Regions from separate parts of the Mus musculus genome. Here region 2 is linked to region 1. Evidence: chromatin contacts called from public promoter capture Hi-C data. All regions are on one chromosome and are shown on one strand. Each heading gives the region's core, a stretch centred on a gene start, on an enhancer-like site or on the middle of the called end of the contact. The rest is flanking DNA. Distances are from core to core; before and after follow the strand shown.

Region 1 (2,700 bases), core at 112-2,611:
GGGGCAGCACTTCTCTGCCTCTGGGATGGCAATCTCCCGTCAGCCATTTCCCCGCTGCCCCTTCCTGACAGCTTCCTGTCCCTGTCTCTACCTGTACAGCAGCTGCTGTAGCATACTGCTCAATAAAGATTCTTGGCAAATACTGGCAGGAAGGACTAACTGGTCACTCCATGTAGCCCTAGCTCCACAGTGGGCTAAAGCCGCTAGCTCCTGGAACTGCCCTTCAGCTTCTCCCACACTCCCAAAGTTAGCCATACGCTTCTCCGTTGAGGAAACTGGAGCCCACAAAGATTCAACTTCCTAGATCTCCAGGAAGAGACTGGGCTGGGATTCATGCCCAAAACCCTTCTACTGTAAGCCTGACCTGGTCCATTACCCTCCCCAAACTCTTGTCTCTTCTAACCCCAACACAGAAGTTAGCACTTCTGGGGGAAAGAAAACTAGGCCACTTGCACTTTTCTAAGATTTTTCAGTGTCAAGGAAAAAAAAAAATACACTGTCAAAATGGAATTTCAAAAATGCTATTTTAACTTAATTTTTTTTTTTTTGAGGACTGCGAATGAACCCCGACTCTGCCATTTTCAACTAGCAGTGCATAACTTAAAATTAAAATGTGAATTCACAAAATTATTTCAAAGTCAGAGGACTGGACAGGGAACGCTGATCATGAGGTCATGGTAGTCTGCAAGTCCCTATGCAAGTTTCTAAGTGTTACCATGTCTTCCTGGTGTCTTAATCCTAATCCAAACAAACTGCTTGGGGAGGCCGGACAAAACCCACAAGAGCATGCCCCTGCCCTGACTGACCACAGCTAGACTCCGTTAGAACTTGGGGAGGAAATCCTGGCCTCTGACGCCATGACGAGCCCAGTGACGTCAGGCCACATAGAGCACGTCATCGGTGTGATGTACCCACGGAAACAACCGTTCCTCCTCCGTGTTGAGTTACTCTCCAGGCCTGAAACTCACCTGTCCCCGTCTTCCCCGCCCTGAGGGCCACGGCTCTGGAAACGGGGACACAGCAGTCTGCAGGCGCTGAGACGCCCGCGCAGGCCGAGGCGACCCCCAAAGAGCCACACAGCCATGCGCACGGTAACGCATCCAAGACTGACCCGGCTAGGCACCCGTCCAGGCCCGGGGATGACTCCGCCCCGCAGCCGGCCGCGCCACCTCTCAATCGCTGTTTCCTATTGGCCTGGGGCACTCGCACCAGGGCGGGGCACTCCCCAGCTCTTGATTCCCATTGGATTACTTGTAGAAAGAGGCGAGGCAATTTCGGCTTGCTTGAAGTTCCCATTGGTTAATGTTTGACCCAATCTGTAAAGGAGCCCTTAGCTCCAGCTCTCTGATTGGCCTCAGGAAGACACACCCGCCTCCTTGGAACTCTCCCATCTGATATGGAGAAGACCGGGAGCTGCGGCCCGGGTTTCAGCTCACTTGGGCGCTGGCCGGGGCAGGTGAGAAGCCTGGGCTGCGGGATGGGCGGCGTGAGGACCGGGTCCCGGACACCCCGGGCCGGGCGCCGCGGTTCTCTGCCTTCGTGTCCTCGATCTGAGCGCTCGGCGACCTCAGATCGGACAGTTTCCCCTAGACTAGGGTCCCGTAGACTGGGCTACTTAGTGTGCAGTGGGGTGGCCAGTGAAGCCTTGAACCCGGGTGATTTTTGCATTATTTATAACAACGTAAAAATGCATGCACCCATAAATCCAGCAAAACCACTCTGTGACATGACTCTTGCCTTGCAGAAGTTCTTGTTTGAACGTGCAACACAGGGCGTTAACAGGTGAGTCCCGGCAGCCGCGTTTGTGATTGTGACAGGTTGGTTGTGGTCTTGAGGTCCGGGAAGGATTCTTTCTCCTGCAAGATTTTATCTAAACCTCGCGTTCCCACACGCATCAAACACATGGCCGTCCTCAGAGTAGGCAAGCAGTCCATGCCTGAGCTCATGTCAGTTTCTACTGGCAACAGCAGTGGTAATAAACTCTGGAGCTGAGAACCTGTCAGTGCCGAGTAGCTCAGTATAGTCAAGAGGCCACTTTGCCAGACAGACAGGCCTTGCTGCTGGTAGTCCTTTGAGTCAGCCTCCAGTATTGCCTCTATTATCTGATATATGGGAAACAGATTCATGGCATAAGACATTCTGGGGACGGAAGAGCTGTGGTCTGAACCCAGATTTTTTTTTTCCCATTGTCCACCTGACTGGCTCACTGCACTGTCATCCTGGAACATAGCTCTGGATGGTAGTTCTGGATGGAGTTTCTCTACATGCTCCTGGCTGTCCTGGAATTCACTCTGTAGACCAGGCTTGCCTCGTACACCCAGAGATCCACCTGCCTCTGCCTCCACAGTGCTGGGATGAAAGATGTTCACCTCCAAGCCCAGCCTTCCTGGTGTTTGTAACTAACATCTAGGGAACTTTGTTTCTCTCTCTCTCTCTCTCTCTCTCTCTCTCTCTCTCTCTCTCTCTCTCTTTCCTTGCAGAAGTCTCAGAAGCCATGTTGTCAGAAGCCCTGCTGGTGTCCGCCCCGGGGAAGGTCATCCTCCATGGAGAACACGCTGTGGTCCATGGCAAGGTAAAAAGTCCCCAGGGAGCTGGGCAGTGGTGGCGCATGCCTTTAATCCCAGTTCTGAATTTGAGACCAGCCTGGTCTACAGAGTGAGTTCCAGAACAGCCAGGGCTACACAGAGAAACCCTGTCTCG
Region 2 (2,700 bases), core at 70-2,569, 680 kb after region 1:
TTCAGCAGTTAAGAGCACTTGTTGCTCTTTCAGAGGAACCAGGCTACAGAGTGGCTAATTGTCTGTAATGAAAGGTCCAGAGGATCCAACACACTCTTCTGGCCTCTGTGGGACACGGCACACTTATGCAGGCACACATGCAGGCAAAGCACTCATACAAATAAAAATAAAAATAAACTTTTAAGAAAAAAAAAGAGCACCACTCCACCCCCCCACCCCCCACCCCCCCACCCCTGTCTCAATAGAAAAAAAAAAAAATGTATTGATACAATGTCAACAGAGTGTTACAGAAAAGCCCAGGCTAACTGAATGCTTAACTGCTCGCTAAACACTTCCTCCATATAATCCCATTTACAACACCTCGGAAATGGATTTTAAGTTTCACTGGGTCTGGGGTCTGGGAGTTCTATAAAATGTGGACAAGAACAGAACTCAGCTCCCGGCAGTGGAAAGATTAAAGAAGTACTTAATGGCTTATTTAACACTGATCTAATTGTTAATGTGACTCTGGATTAGCCAAAGGAAGCGGTGGCCATAGTGTCAGGGCTGCTGCACAGGAGAGGAAACACTATTAAAAATAAGTATGCCGGGCGTGGTGGCTCACGCCTTTAATCCCAGCACTCAGGAGGCAGAGGCAGGCGGATTTCTGGCTGGTCTACAAAGTGAGTTCCAGGACAGCCAAGGCTATACAGAGAAACCCTGTCTCGAAAAACAAAACAAAAACAAACAAACAAAAAAGTAAATGCTAACGTTAAGAAAACACGTTAGATGCCAACCACGATGCATCCTGTGATTTAATAGAGCTCTGAGGATGGAAACAGTTGACACTTGGACCACTTGATGCAGAGAGGTTGAGAGTTATGTCCAAGGTCATAGGTCGGAGTTAAATGCCAAGCCCCTCCCCCCACCCCCCGCCATGAAGGACCAACTCACCCAGAACCTCAGCTAGGACTGAAATGGCGTAAGGGGTGTGGATAGGGCCGCATAAGGGGAGCTGGCGATGAGGGACCCGCGGGAAAAGCGCCGAGCAGGAGCCCGGATCCCTCAGAGTCTGGGCCTTGCACCGGCCAGAGGCTACCAAACTAGGACAAAGGCCACGCGCAGCCACTGGGTGCTGCCCACTCGTCTGCCCGGGGCCACAGCAGGACCGGCCGCCAGGATCTCCGCCCTGTGACCCGCCCTGGGGCTCCGCACTCACCTCTACGGAGAGGGCCACGGGCCCGGGCGAGCAAGGCGGCAGCCATGGGCACAGACCTCCAGGACCTCCTGCAGCAGCTCTGGAGTTCCGGACGGCAGGGGCAGGGCCTGGGCCACGCCCACACGGCTGCAGGGGCGGGGCCGGCGCCGAGCCCGGGCCACGCCCACCGGGCCGCAGGGGCAGGCCTGAGACAGGCTCACGACCTAGGGTCCGGGCCTCACCCAGGAAGTCAACTTAATTCCAGCGACTTCTGAGCCTGAGGCAGAATTGCAGGTTCTCCCTGTATTACGGAGTAAATTCAAGCCCAGCTTGGGCAACTTTGCAGTATCTTCAAAATGAAAGTTTAAAGAGGGCGTGAGGAGGTCCTCCCTGCCTAGCAGACATAAGGCGCTGGGTTCAGTTTTAGGGAGAGAAGAGAAGAGCTAGCACCTACTCCTGCCCACCCACTTCTGCATCCTGTCAGCTGTCAGCGTAATCCCTGGCTCCCTGACCATCTTTGCTCGGCCACACAAGGCAGGCAGCTTTTGCCCTCTTGCCTGGATTTCATGCTACCATTCCTAGCCCACAGTTTTACATCCAGCCTTTTATTTTACTTATTTATTTACTATTCATCTCTCACACTAGTCTGTGGATTCCAAAAGGGCTGGAAGGGGGCTGGTGAGATGGCTCAGTGGGTAAGAGCACCCGACTGCTCTTCCGAAGGTCCAGAGTTCAAATCCCAGCAACCACATGGTGGCTCACAACCATCCGTAATGAGATCTGACTCCCTCTTCTGGAGTGTATGAAGACAGCTACAGTGTATGTACATAAAATAATAAAATAAATCTTTAAAACAAAACAAAACAAAAAACAAAAAGCCTGGAAGGCTCAGTATCTAGCCCATTGCATGGGGATGCTGGGCAGGAAGATTCCCTCCAGCCCTCAGATGTGAATGTGAAACAGAGCTACTGTCTTCTGCACCTCGTGGGGGGGGGGGGGGCAGAGCCCTGCTGGGAGTAGGGGTACTGCCCATTAACTCCAAGGGTTGAGGGTTGAGTCCTAGCACCCTCAGAACAACTTCGCTCGGTCCCAGAGACTGTCAGTGTCATTAGCTCCCTGGTTTACATGCACCCTACATATCTGCTCACTGAACTTCACAGCCCACCACTACCTAGAAAACAATACACTGAAGAGAGGGTGGTAGTTTAGACTGCAAATGATCCCATCTGTCCATTTCTTCCCCCACCCCCAAAGTCTGGAACTGCCTTTAAAGGGGGGGGGGGGCTTTCAAATAACGTGCTGACTCTTTGCCCAATCCTCTGGTCATCCATCCGTCTTCCCTACCTGGTCACCAGACAGAACCGGATGGAAGACGAAAGAGAGACACTGGAGCCTGAGAGGTGGTGCAGAGGGTAGACTTCACATGTGAGCATGACCTGAGTTGGAACCCCAGCATCCATTTGACCTGGGTGCAGGATTCCATCCGATGGGGACTGCAAAGACAAGGATTCTGGGAGCTCACT

What was found. Promoter capture Hi-C pulls out the DNA fragments that hold promoters and counts their contacts.
Region 2: a contact with region 1 is called in a promoter capture Hi-C map of neutrophils, with 3 times the contacts expected there. The contact joins the promoter of Acads here to the promoter of Mvk in region 1. A contact is called at or near these places in 4 of 39 promoter capture datasets (hippocampal neurons, liver, neutrophils and 1 more).

What each region holds. Positions count from the first base shown.
Region 1 is chr5:114,442,908-114,445,607 of GRCm38.p6, forward strand. Mvk (mevalonate kinase) reads left to right here and starts at 1,362. Exons shown (of 11, transcript NM_023556.3): 1 at 1,362-1,456; 2 at 2,481-2,572. The coding sequence starts at 2,495. Mmab (methylmalonic aciduria (cobalamin deficiency) cblB type homolog (human)) reads right to left here and starts at 1,120. Exons shown (of 9, transcript NM_029956.4): 1 at 969-1,120. The coding sequence starts at 1,084.
Region 2 is chr5:115,118,027-115,120,726 of GRCm38.p6, forward strand. Acads (acyl-Coenzyme A dehydrogenase, short chain) reads right to left here and starts at 1,320. Exons shown (of 10, transcript NM_007383.3): 1 at 1,199-1,320. The coding sequence starts at 1,244.